Linked DNA regions of Mus musculus: regions 2 and 3 are each linked to region 1. Evidence: chromatin contacts called from public Hi-C and Micro-C data. All regions are on one chromosome and are shown on one strand. Each heading gives the region's core, a stretch centred on a gene start, on an enhancer-like site or on the middle of the called end of the contact. The rest is flanking DNA. Distances are from core to core; before and after follow the strand shown.

Region 1 (4,104 bases), core at 1,368-3,867:
TACATTCAATATTTTACCTAGTAACTTTGAAATATATGCAAACTGTCACACAGATGTTTGCAGATGTGGTCCATTAGCGGTTAAAGAATGACAGTCCACAACATGGGAGACCTACTTCATCACTCCGTGCAGAGAGCTGAGCCTTCTCAATCTCTCGTTGAATAAATGGAAACCATTTTGCAATCGCTTCAGGTTACTGTTCACTTCAAACAAGAAAATCTGTATTAGTATTCCTACAGGGGATTTGTAATTTTAGTCTCACGAGTCCAACACATAACAGATGAACTACTTTTTAAAATACCCCCCACAGAGTTGATATTTGGGGGAAAAACATAACTTGCAGTTTAAAAATGCAAATACATTTATTTATTTTAAAAGAAGCAAAACGTGAAACGTCAGAATGGGCTGATGAGAAGCGAATGTTTCCCCGGTGCTGTTCATTTGTTTGCACTGGAGAGAAAGGCTCTGCTCACCAGGGCCACTTCACACAGCAGCGCTGACCTAAATTATCTTTTGCTTTCCATCTTGGTATTTGGCTGCACAAAAGAAATGTAAAAAAGAGAGAAAAGAATTTCTGCCAAACATTCGCCAAAAGTTGAGACTACTAATTCAGTAAGAATAACTTCATAGCTCTGTCATGCTATATTTGTTTGGATGGATGGATGGATGGATGGATGGATGGATGGATGGATGGATGGGCAGATGGATGGATCGATCAGTGGATTAATCAATGGATGGATGGATGGATGGATGGATGGATGGATGGATGGATGGATGGATGGATAGATTGATCCAGGAAGGGTCACATGTAATTGATATTTATTTACTTACTTAGACATGGTGTCATATAGCCCAGACTGGCCTTCAACTCCTAACTCTTTTGCATCCACCTGCAATTGCAGGCATCTGCTATCACTAACAACAACATCTGGCGTTGTTTTACAATGTCATGGCTTCATCAGCTCATTGTTAGAGCAGCATCATGGTTTAGATGACATAGTCTCGGCAGACAGGTGTAGTTTTGGAGGTGAAGTCCTTTGCTTCTACTTCTATTCTAACAATGAGGATGTGAGCCTCCAGCTCTCCTTAAAACCTTCTGCATTGCCAGGTCGTGATGGCGTACACCTTTAATCCCTGTACTCTGGAGGCAGAGGCAGGCCAGTCTCTGAGTTTGAGGCCAGCCTCCTCTACAGAGCAGGTTCCAGGTCAGCCAGAGCTACACAGAGAAACCCTGTCTTGAAAAAAACAACCGTCTTCTTTGTCTCCCTACCATCTGTTTCTATTATATATAATAAATATCACTGGAGCTTTCTTCCTAAGTTTCAAAGAAAAGGCAGAACAAAAAACCAAAATAATCAACCTCCTCTATCTCAACTTGAATTCTTTCTCTAATATTTCTTTTGTTTTTCCCTTTGAGCAATAGTTTTTATTTCTTCATCATTACAATTTACATTTCCCTGATTTGACTATAAAGCTCATGCAGAGCATAGCATAGCATATTTTATTTATTTATTTATTTATTTATTTATTTATTTGATATTTTCTTTATATACATTTCAAATGCTATCCCGAAAGTTCCCTATACCCTCACCCACTCACTCCTGCTTCTTGGCCCTGGCATTCCCCTGTACTGAGGCATATAATGTTTGCAAAACCAAGAGGCCTCTCTTCCCAGTGATGGCCAACTAGGCTGTCTTCTGCTACCTATGCAGCTTTCTTCCCCGGCATTTCTTTTCATAAATTGACATCATATAGGAATAAGATATGCAGTATACATTGTCACTAAATCATCCCTCCCCATGCTCTCCCAATGTCCAGTCTAATCCTAGTTTGTTTACTGTGTTCCTTCTCCACAAATCCAGGAGAACTGGGAAGACAGTTTATGGGGAGGGAAACAGAACTGAGAAAAGCTGGACTTCTCCTTTGCAGACAGTTGGTAGCAACTGGGGGGAAACTAAAACTCTTCACATACTCTTAGCTCATCCTAATGGTTACACTTTCCTGACTATCCAGCCAATGCCTAAAGCTGTTCACAAAACTTCTGGAAACTTAAAATCCCAAGCAGCGAGAGCTTGATAAATTGAAGACGCTCTTCACTTCCTCTCAAGAGCCTCGGAGCACCGAAAAACTCGCCGAGGAGAGCTACTGCAGCCGCTTTGCACAGCACATTTTTGCTGTAGAGATTTGGAGTGGTGTAGGTCGAAATTTTGACCCTAAGCACCGGGAAGTTCCCGCCCATGATGTGAATCCCGAGAAACATCTGGAGTCTTGTGCAGTGAATCTCTAAATCTTCATTTCCCCATGTGGTGCGCACACAGGTTGTACGTTATGATTTAATCAGCTGTCTTTAGAACAACAGGCACTTGGAATTCAAACACATTAGAAGGGATGGTGGTGTTTTGAGAGTAACAGCAGGACCACACTTCTGTCCCAGAGCAGCCCTGGCCGAGAGTTCCTAGGATCCTTTTACACTTGTACAAAGTAAACTTTCCTTCCTTTGGTCAAAGGGACAGGGCATGCGCTATCTCAAAGAAAATCCACTGCTCTTGCGCCTCGTGACTCACCCAGAGACTTGGTTCAACATTAGGTCACCGTGGAACACTGACTGTAGCAGAAACACATAAAGTCTCCAAACGGGGGAGAGGAGGACGCTATTCCGGAATCCTGTTGCCAGAGTAACATAAACCCAGTGTGTTTTCACAAGGAAATGAGTCACTTGTTTCTGTTGGCTAAAACTCTGTTTTCTTTAATTTCATATTTTAGCTTGTTTAATATATGCCGAAAGAGCCCAGGGTTTCCAGTTTTCAGACTGGGATAACTTGCTAATTAAAAGCTCAACAGAGGGTTTTGCATGGCAATTAAACCAAAGGGGATAAAAGGAACACTCTGGCAAGCAGAAGCACACAGGGAACCAGAACGGGGAAGCAAGAGCACTCAGGGCACAATCAGCTGTCCAGAGGGAACAGGAGGGGGATGTGCACCAGGAGGCCCCCAGAAGAAAACAACTCCAAAAGTCATCCACTGGAATGATACAGCACCCTCAGACCAAGTTAACATCTCCTTACCCGGATTCACTGGGTACTGGCATGTTTTTCTTTCTTTTAGATGGTCTACATTAGAAGGCATAGGAGTCACAAGGGCCACGAGATGCAGACTGGAATATAGGCAAGGAAAGGGAGAGCAACCATCTATGGGGCATCAGGAAGCAACAAGGACTGCGACATTCAGCAGAAAAGTCCTCAGTGTTTGGTATAGATGGCATGCATCTGGTGGTTGGGTTTATCCTGTGGGGTTCTAGATGAGGCTTTTTTTTTTCCTGAGATGCTAAAATATCATTTCTCAGTTTCCTAGGAAGGCTATCGTGTGTGTGTGTGTGTGTGTAATAAAAAAAGGTCAACCTTCCCTTAGACTTACTGTAAGTATCATACAGTTAGTTATATACAGAGCATCCCAGTAACAAAGAGGAGAGAGGGGGTGGGGGAAGGGGAGGGGAGGGGAGAGGAAAAGAGAGAAGGAGGGGAGGGGAGGGGAGGGGAGGGGAGGGGAGAAGAGAAGAGAAGAGAAGAGAAGAGAAGAGAAGAGAAGAGAAGAGAAGAGAAGAAAGAGAAGAGAAGAGAAGAGAAGAGAAGAGAAGAGAAGAGAAGAGAAGAGAAGAGAAGAGGAATCAGACCTGGATAATTTTTAAATGCCATCAGAGAGACTGGAGGAATAAATAGGGAAATGAAGCTTCAGTGTAAGGAAAGAAAGCTGGCTGATAGCCTTGGTTATAGGCAACAGTAGGGAAGCCAAAGGAAGAGGGGATTGGGGACAATATCTATAGTGATAGGATCCTTAGGAAGTCAAATGTTCCCATAAGGCAATAAGTGGAGGGTTGGTTTCAGGGGCTGCAGAAGAGATTCTTATCTACAAAGTAGGTAGTACTGACCTACTTACTCAAATGTTATGAAAAGCAAGCACTAAAACCCACCCGTAGTTATACAAGCTGACCATGTATTTGAGGAAAGACTAGCAGAAGGGGAAGTGGAAGCTGTATTTAGTATTTGACTTCCTTTCTAACATTTTTACTTGATATTCAATGCTAGGCTCCAACACCAGTATTTAAGA
Region 2 (3,711 bases), core at 684-3,183, 77 kb after region 1:
CAATTTACATTCTTCTACATGCTAACTGCCAGTTGAGCCAGTACCATTTGTTGAAGATGTTGTCTTCTTTCCACTGGATGGTTTTAGCTCCTTTGTTAAAGATCAAGTGACCATAAGTATGTGGATTCATTTCTGGGTCTTCAATTCTATTCCATTGATCTACCTGTCTATAACAGTACCATGCAGTTTTTATCACTATTGCTCTGTAGCACAGTTTGAGGTCAGGAATGGTGATACCACCAGAGATTCTTTTATTGTTAAGAATAGTTTTGCTATCCTAGTTTTTTGTTATTCCAGATGAATTTTCAAATTGCTCTGTTTAACTCGGTGAAGAATTGAGTTGGAATTTTGATGGTAGATTGCTTTTGGCAAGATAGCCGTTTTTACTATATTGATCCTGCCAATCCATGAGCATGGGAGATCATTCCATCTTCTGAGAGTTTCTTTGATTTCTTTCTTCAGAGACTTGAAGTTCTTATACAGATCTTTCACTTACATAGTTAGAGCCACACCAAAGTATTTTATATAATTTGTGACTATTGTAAAGGGTGTTGTTTCCCTAATTTATTTCTCAGCCTGTGTATCCTTTGTGTAGAGAAGGGCTACTGATTTGCTTGAGTTAATTTTTATATCCAGCTACTGTCCTGAAGCTGTTTATCAGGTTTAGGAGTTCTCTGGTGGAATTTTTGGGGTCACTTATGTTTATTATCATATCATCTGCAAATAGTAATATTTTTACTTCTTCCTTTCCAATTTGTATCCCTTTAATCTCCTTTTGTTGTCTAATTTCTCTGGCTAGGACTTCAAGTACTATATTGAATACGTAGGGAGAGAGTGGGCAGCCATGTCTAGTCCCTGATTTTAGTGGGATTGCTTCAAGTTTCTCTCCGTATCATTTGATGCTGCTGCTTTTCTTTTCCCCTTTTCTTTTTGTCATCTCATTAGATGAACACCGAAATTCATTCTGTAACTTGGCTATTGGGAATAACTTAAGAAGTTTTTCTTTCTGTTTTAATATGGGATGCCAGGAAAGGGACAGGAACAATAGTTTGTCTTGGTCTTTGTGGAGGGAGCTTTGGGGTGTTTGTTTGCAGTGGTAGAAATCAGTCACAAGGGCCTTAGCACCTTATTTTCTTAAAGCCCAGCCCAGTGACACAAATCTGTAATCCCGGTGCTGGAGAGACAGAGTCAGGGAGCTCCCAGAGTTTACTGACCAGCTAGTTCCAGGTTCAGTGAGAGGTCCTGTCCCCAAAATAAGGTGGAGATCAATAGAAGCCACCTAATGCTGACTTCTGGCCTCCACATCTGCACAAATGGGAGCGCACACACACACACACACACACACACACACACACACACACACACATATTGCATAGCCCACTTGGTAACAGATTTAGGCATCCTATCTTGAAAAGCATCTTAGGCATGCGCCCCCTGATCACATTTCAGAAAGCACAGATAGAAGTTCACGGGCAGAACCACAGAACACATCACCAATGATGTATTCAGTATGGGAGGGCCTTCTGGTAGAAAGAGGGCAAAAGAGTAACAGGATTTTAGGAGAAGTTGTATCTGGTCATTAACCCCACTGTTTTAAGTTTAAAGTTTATAGGAGATCCATTTAGATAGCAATTTTTTCAATGCTTAGCCACACCTCTTACATAAAACCTTGTTTTCTGGGATGCATGTTTTGCTGTTATGATTCCTATTTTGACCTTTGAAGAAACCGATGGGGATTTGTGGGGACCAAACTCCTCCCCTTGTCCCGCTGCCACCACTTGAACACATTTCTGAAACAGTAAATATGTCACTCTCTAACTGCCTGTCCCATCCTGCAGCTCTTTCACAGCTGCTTCCTAGTGCCTGGCTTCTGACCCCAGCCTGCCCTGGCCTTGGTCTGCTGCTTCCATCCTGACTCTGACAACTGCTAATGACCTCACCCCACTGGGGAGACTAGATAGGACAGTTGTATTCTAAAAGGTCACCAGTCAATGGAGTGTTTGGAACTCAAAGAATTTCCCCACAGAAAACTATCATTATAAAGAGTGATGATTCCCAGACCCATCCACAAAGGCCCATTTAGCTCACTATGGTGCTACTGCAGATGCCCTAAGCCACCTTCTTTCCTAAGTCTGTGAAGTTGGCCTGGAGGCACAGAGCAAAGAGAATGGTGGGGCCCCTTGAAATTTAACAGTCCCCATGGAAACATGGAAGGGGAAGCTCCAATGTTGCAGGAAGCTAGAAAGAGCTTGATTAGTATCACAGACTGAGTTCACCCAAGCAGAGGTGAAGAGGACAGGGAGTTCAAGACACATAGCGGAGGGCACCTCTGCTCAGGAATGGCTGTAGCCAGAGCTACAGCAGACTAGGAAGAGTCCCGGGGACAGGGCATGGGACCAGCGATCTTTTCTAAGTAGACTAACCTGATCCAGTGCTCCTCCTGACTGTCCTGTACCTGCCCTGCCCCTCCTCTGGATTTTAGAATACTCCTTGTAGCTAGAGTTGGGCTACTTTGTAGGTTCGTTCTTCTACCCCTCTCCATCCCTCTTCTTCCACCCTTTCACACCCCTAACACTAGGTAGAAGAGAAAGAAGAATAGAAGGTAGACAGAGAGAGAAAGAAATCCCCCCAAAAAACTCAGGTGTAGGAAAGGGTGCTAAGTTTTTATTAAACTACTTCCTGCTGATTAGGGACATGGAGCTCCTTTGGGCAATTTGTTCTTCACTGTAAGGATATTTAACTCCTCTTCCTCCTTCTCCTCTTCCTCCTCCTCCTCTTCCTCTCCTTTTTCCTCTCCTTCCTCTTCCTTTTCCTCTCCTCTTCTTCTTCTTCTTCTTCTTCTTCTTCTTCTTCTTCTTCTTCTTCTTCTTCTTCTTCTTCTTCTTCTTCTTCTTCTTCTTCTTCTTCCTTCTTTGTCCACAACTACTTAACAAACCACCACCAACAGTATTCAACAGCCAACAAACAACAACCCACCGAACAGTCACCCCACCACTCAGGGGCCTAGCATTTATATAACCTTGGAAGAATCCCCAGCATTACAAACACCACACACTCACAGAAACAATCAGCAGCTGGCAAAATCACATGACTGCTAGAGCATGAGGCAAATCCTAGTCAGCTGCTGTGAACAATCTGAAGCAGCCCCATAACCCACACCTGGGATTAAAATGAAAACATATTCTCACAATATGTCTGTATTTTTAAAGAAACCAAAATTTTGAATATAAGTCTTCACCATATTCTTCTGTATGTCTGACTACTATATCTTGTTTACTAGGTGCCTGCAGATTGCTGGCTTTCTACATAGCAGGACTGACTTTCTGCTATTGGTTCAAGGGATAATTTGTTTTGACTGCACCACATTCATATTATGTAAGTACACTGTGAACTCTTTCTCAGAAATCCCTCTTTCCCATGTGCCCCCCTTGCCCAGGAACCAATCTTCCTTCTGATAGCATCTCTCTGTGGTTTACTCTTCAGTGTCATAGCTGTAGGTACTTCCTTATTGTTTACACATAAAGCCTGGTGTCTAATTCCCAGAACCACATAATGCCAATGTGAAATTACACATTGTTGTAATTTTAGTACATGGGAGATGGAAACAGAAAGATCTGAAATTCAAGGCCAGTTTCAGATACACAAAGAGTACAGGGCTACAAGAGACCTGTTTCAAACAAAAACAACAACTAAAATCTGAAATGTTGGAGC
Region 3 (3,681 bases), core at 907-3,406, 120 kb after region 1:
AATAGAGAAGGAGCAAGAAGAAACCCCTTGGAGTATAAGATAGCAGTAAATTTAGACAGGTCTTACTGAAGTATAGGAGAAGATTCCAAAGACTCCCTTAGCAGAGTTCAGGGAGGACAAATGGAAGCCAGTGGCACACCGATTGCTAGAACTGTAGTTTTACCCCATGACCCAGATTTCTTTGCTGAAAATAGCTCCCTAGTTTTTCCTTTAAAAACAGCCTCCCCTTCCCTCCTGACTCTCATATGAATTCTGGGGCTGATTCAACTACACTCCTGTGCCCCACGTTTAAAATACTCAGCATCCTCGTGATAGCTGGGATGATCGAGGATGGCAGAATCTCAACTAGCCATGGGGTTTTGATTGATTTATAAGAAACGAATTGGATCTTCTTCCGGACAAACTGGTGTGCTCTGGGCCTAGACTTGGCTGTGGGCATCCTTTCGTATTAATGGGCAAAGCCGGCCTCAAATGAAGAGAACATAAGGGGTAAGACAGCTGGGGAGGCATGTGGTTTCCCGGAGGTCTCTCTCACATCAGAATCTGCTGAACCTACCAACTTGACTCATTAGTTCTGTGAGTCAGGAACAAAACCTGCCACTAAATTCACTTAATTTGGTTTTCTGCCATTTGTAACAGAATCCAGACAAGTCTATTGAGTCACAGAGAAAGTCCAATAATGGTCATTTTATTTACTCAGACATTTTTACTCTTTTATTTTATGTCCACACATAGAAATGTCTAAAAGGATAGCTTCATTTAGAACTCCAGTCTCATGATACCTTTCTTCCCTTAAATTCTAAAATGTCTTTCTTGTACATTTTTTCCTGTTTTTAAGACCCAAATTATCACATATCAAAAAAAAAAAACAATCATATAGTGTGTTGAATACTTACCCATATAGTTGCCTTATTAAGCTGCCACTTCTAAGCACAAGGAAAAACTGCCATTAAGAACTTAATACAGGGCGGCTCCTTAGGCAGCATGTGAGATAACTTAGGAAATTTCTTTTAAAAAATACTATAACTGGTGGAAATCTAAAAGGGATGAAGTCAAGCAGAACAGTATTCCTCCCATTTCAATAAAAGTAACAGAGGAAGCTGAGGAACTTGAAGGGTACATTAGGAAAAACCAATTTAGAAAACGTGGTGCAAAACCCAGAAGCTTTTGTTCTCATTAAATCTTTAGGTGATTCCAGCCTTAAGGAAATCTTAAAGTCTTATTGGACATCAGCGAAGACACTGGTCCATGGTACATGTGGACCTGAGTTGATAGAGGCAGACAAGGATGGATCCTTAGGGATAAATGTGAACTCTCACAGTGCGTTTTGTCTCATGTGACCATTGTTAAGCAAAGTGGTGCTCAGGAAGGTTGTTCATCACAATTAGCATGACTCGGAGTAATTACATTTGCCACACTCATCAAGATAGAACTAAAACACACTTAAGCGTTCTAGTATATATACAGAAAGCCCACTCTTTGTGTCTCTTTAAAAGCGTTAAGATGGAAGAAGGCTAACCACTGTACTGGCTTTAATCCCACACACCAAACCTTTGGAGCTTTCCAGATTTAGATACCACATTTGTGTGTGTTTCTCTGGCCTATTTTCTAAGTGACTTGAAGGTTATAAGTGTAAAGCCAGCCTCAGAGGAGGAGATCTGCAGTGAGTCAGGTTTACAGTGCAAGCTGCATTGACCCTTCTACCTCACACTCAGTATAATCTACTGTTCAAGTACATGGTCCCATGCAGACATGTCAGACTAAGATCCCCAGATGTTCTGAAACTCACTGCCTTCGACTTCTCTGTACATTTATTCTTTCTCTCTTGGTTATTTTCTTTCTTCTCACTTGATTTAAGATTGTAAATAGCTCACGAGCAGTCCTGATCTTTAAGATCAGTGCCCATGACAGTCACTAGATGTGGAGCAGATTATGTAGACACCGGCAAAGATACATAATCCATATCTGAGTTAAGAAGAAAGTCACTTGCTGATCTTAAAAGATTCTGAGGATGAGACTTGTCGTGATGGCCCAGATTTGAAGTCTAATATTTTGTTTTGAAGTGCCTTGTAAACTTTTATAGCAATCCCTGTCTGCATATTTTATTAGTGTTGTAGAAGCCAAATGTGTGATCCCTAGAGTCGTGATTGTTGCCACACAGCTGCTGTCATGACACATACTTCAGCAAGTGATCATTCAACAAAGAGAACAAGAAGGCCCATTGACTAAAGAGATAAAATCACTACCGCAGAAAACTCACTTCACAAGTACAGCCGGCCTCTCAAAGAGCAGGGCAGATCAGGAGAGGCCAAATCCAACCAACATAAGTGTCCCTCCATCAGGAAGGGTGTCTGATTAAGCAAAATAACAACAAACGCTATCCTGTAGTGGGCTACAGTGGGGAATCTGTGAAGTCAAATAAAAGCCCTAATCTGCAATACTGTAGCAAGACTTACAAAGCCTAAACTATGACATTCATGATAAGCAAGGTAAGCATGCATTGTGTCGAAGCTGCTCATTCTGAAACATATGTTCCTAGGTAAGATGCTGAATAAAAAAATTCAGTGGCAACTCTGCTGGCCATTGAGGTAAAGATAAGATTATACCAGCTGTTTGTCTAGTTAAGGATGTTGACAAATCCCACAATAGCAAGACCAACCTCTGACTAACTCAAGCTCCACAGTCCACCTACTGATCAATTCATTCACTCTAAATTAGCCCATCATTCTCCAACATGAAATTCTCTTTTGACACAGAAAGTGAGTAATCTAAATTTGTATTTTCAGTAGGAACTTCATCACCCAACTGTGGTGTGACCACATAGTATAATAATCTACCAATAATTTATTTTGCTACATGGGAGTTACAAGACGATATCCTGTTACCATATACACTTTGATTCAGTAACCTCTCTAGTACTGCTTTCTCCATAGACAGAATAGACAGTTTTGGGGATCACCCAGGGATAGCAATGGAGTCATTCCTTTCCATACCAGTTGATACTTCATCTCCCAGTTTTGAATTCTGCAGATCTGGAGGTCTTAGAAAAGTGCAGCCACCAAAGGGGAAAGTGATGATTCCACTGAACTGAAAAACAAGACTCCTACTTGGTCATTTTGAGTTCTTCTAGTCATTCAATCAGCAACCAAGATGAGGGCCACTCTATTGGCTTGAGGTATGAGTCCTGATTATCAAAAGGAATCGTGGCTGCAAAGTGGAGGTGGGAAGGAATGTATGGAGTTCATATTCTTTCAATAGCAAAGTTTGTTGCAAAATAATCCAAACTAAAGGAAGGTATGGCCACTAAAGGTCTGGACACTTTAATATTAAAGATCTGAGTCACCCACTAGGTAAAGGAATTAGACCAGCTGAGCAGCTGGCCCAGCAGGAAGGAGACATGAAATGCTTCAGAAGTTATTAATATCACTAAACCTAAGAAAGCTATATGTAGTCTGTTACTTTTTTATGTGGTTTGATAGGATAATACTTAATTTGACTACAGCAACTGTACTTCTCCTTTTGGTAGGAAGATGATAGTGTGAAAACAAATTCTATAAGAGGAGTCTATCCCTGTATTCGTTATTGCTGCAATGAAAATGTTCAAGTGTGTTTACAAGGACTATGCTTATTTTCTCTCGCTGGTATAATCCCATTTTTTCTCTATTCTGACTTGGGAGCTTC

Evidence for each region. Hi-C and Micro-C count contacts between places; a contact is called where the count stands out from the background.
Region 2: a contact with region 1 is called in a Hi-C map of myocytes, with 2.5 times the contacts expected there. The contact joins two enhancer-like sites. A contact is called at or near these places in 8 of 484 Hi-C or Micro-C datasets (the C2C12 cell line, the G1E-ER4 cell line, the N1E-115 cell line and 3 more).
Region 3: a Micro-C map of muscle stem cells shows a contact between it and region 1, with 4 times the contacts expected there. The contact joins two enhancer-like sites. A contact is called at or near these places in 2 of 15 datasets of contacts at CTCF or cohesin (CD8 T cells and the NIH/3T3 cell line), 3 of 484 Hi-C or Micro-C datasets (muscle stem cells and uterus) and 1 of 115 datasets of contacts at active chromatin or transcription factors (bone marrow-derived macrophages).

The regions. Positions count from the first base shown.
Region 1 is chr2:61,137,619-61,141,722 of GRCm38.p6, reverse strand. All of the region lies in intron 2 of Gm39833 (a long non-coding RNA gene), which reads right to left. Among named protein-coding and RNA genes, the nearest start is that of Gm39833, 12 kb to the right of the region's middle. Within about 2 kb of position 2,617, at least 164 of the 459 cell types and tissues checked have an H3K27ac peak or open chromatin away from gene starts, as enhancers often do. A contact at or near this core is called in muscle stem cells and myocytes, where this site is marked.
Region 2 is chr2:61,060,488-61,064,198 of GRCm38.p6, reverse strand. No RefSeq gene overlaps it. Among named protein-coding and RNA genes, the nearest start is that of Gm39833, 65 kb to the left of the region's middle. Within about 2 kb of position 1,933, at least 21 of the 459 cell types and tissues checked have an H3K27ac peak or open chromatin away from gene starts, as enhancers often do. A contact at or near this core is called in myocytes, where this site is marked.
Region 3 is chr2:61,019,471-61,023,151 of GRCm38.p6, reverse strand. No RefSeq gene overlaps it. Among named protein-coding and RNA genes, the nearest start is that of Gm13582, 46 kb to the right of the region's middle. Within about 2 kb of position 2,156, at least 4 of the 459 cell types and tissues checked have an H3K27ac peak or open chromatin away from gene starts, as enhancers often do. A contact at or near this core is called in muscle stem cells, where this site is marked.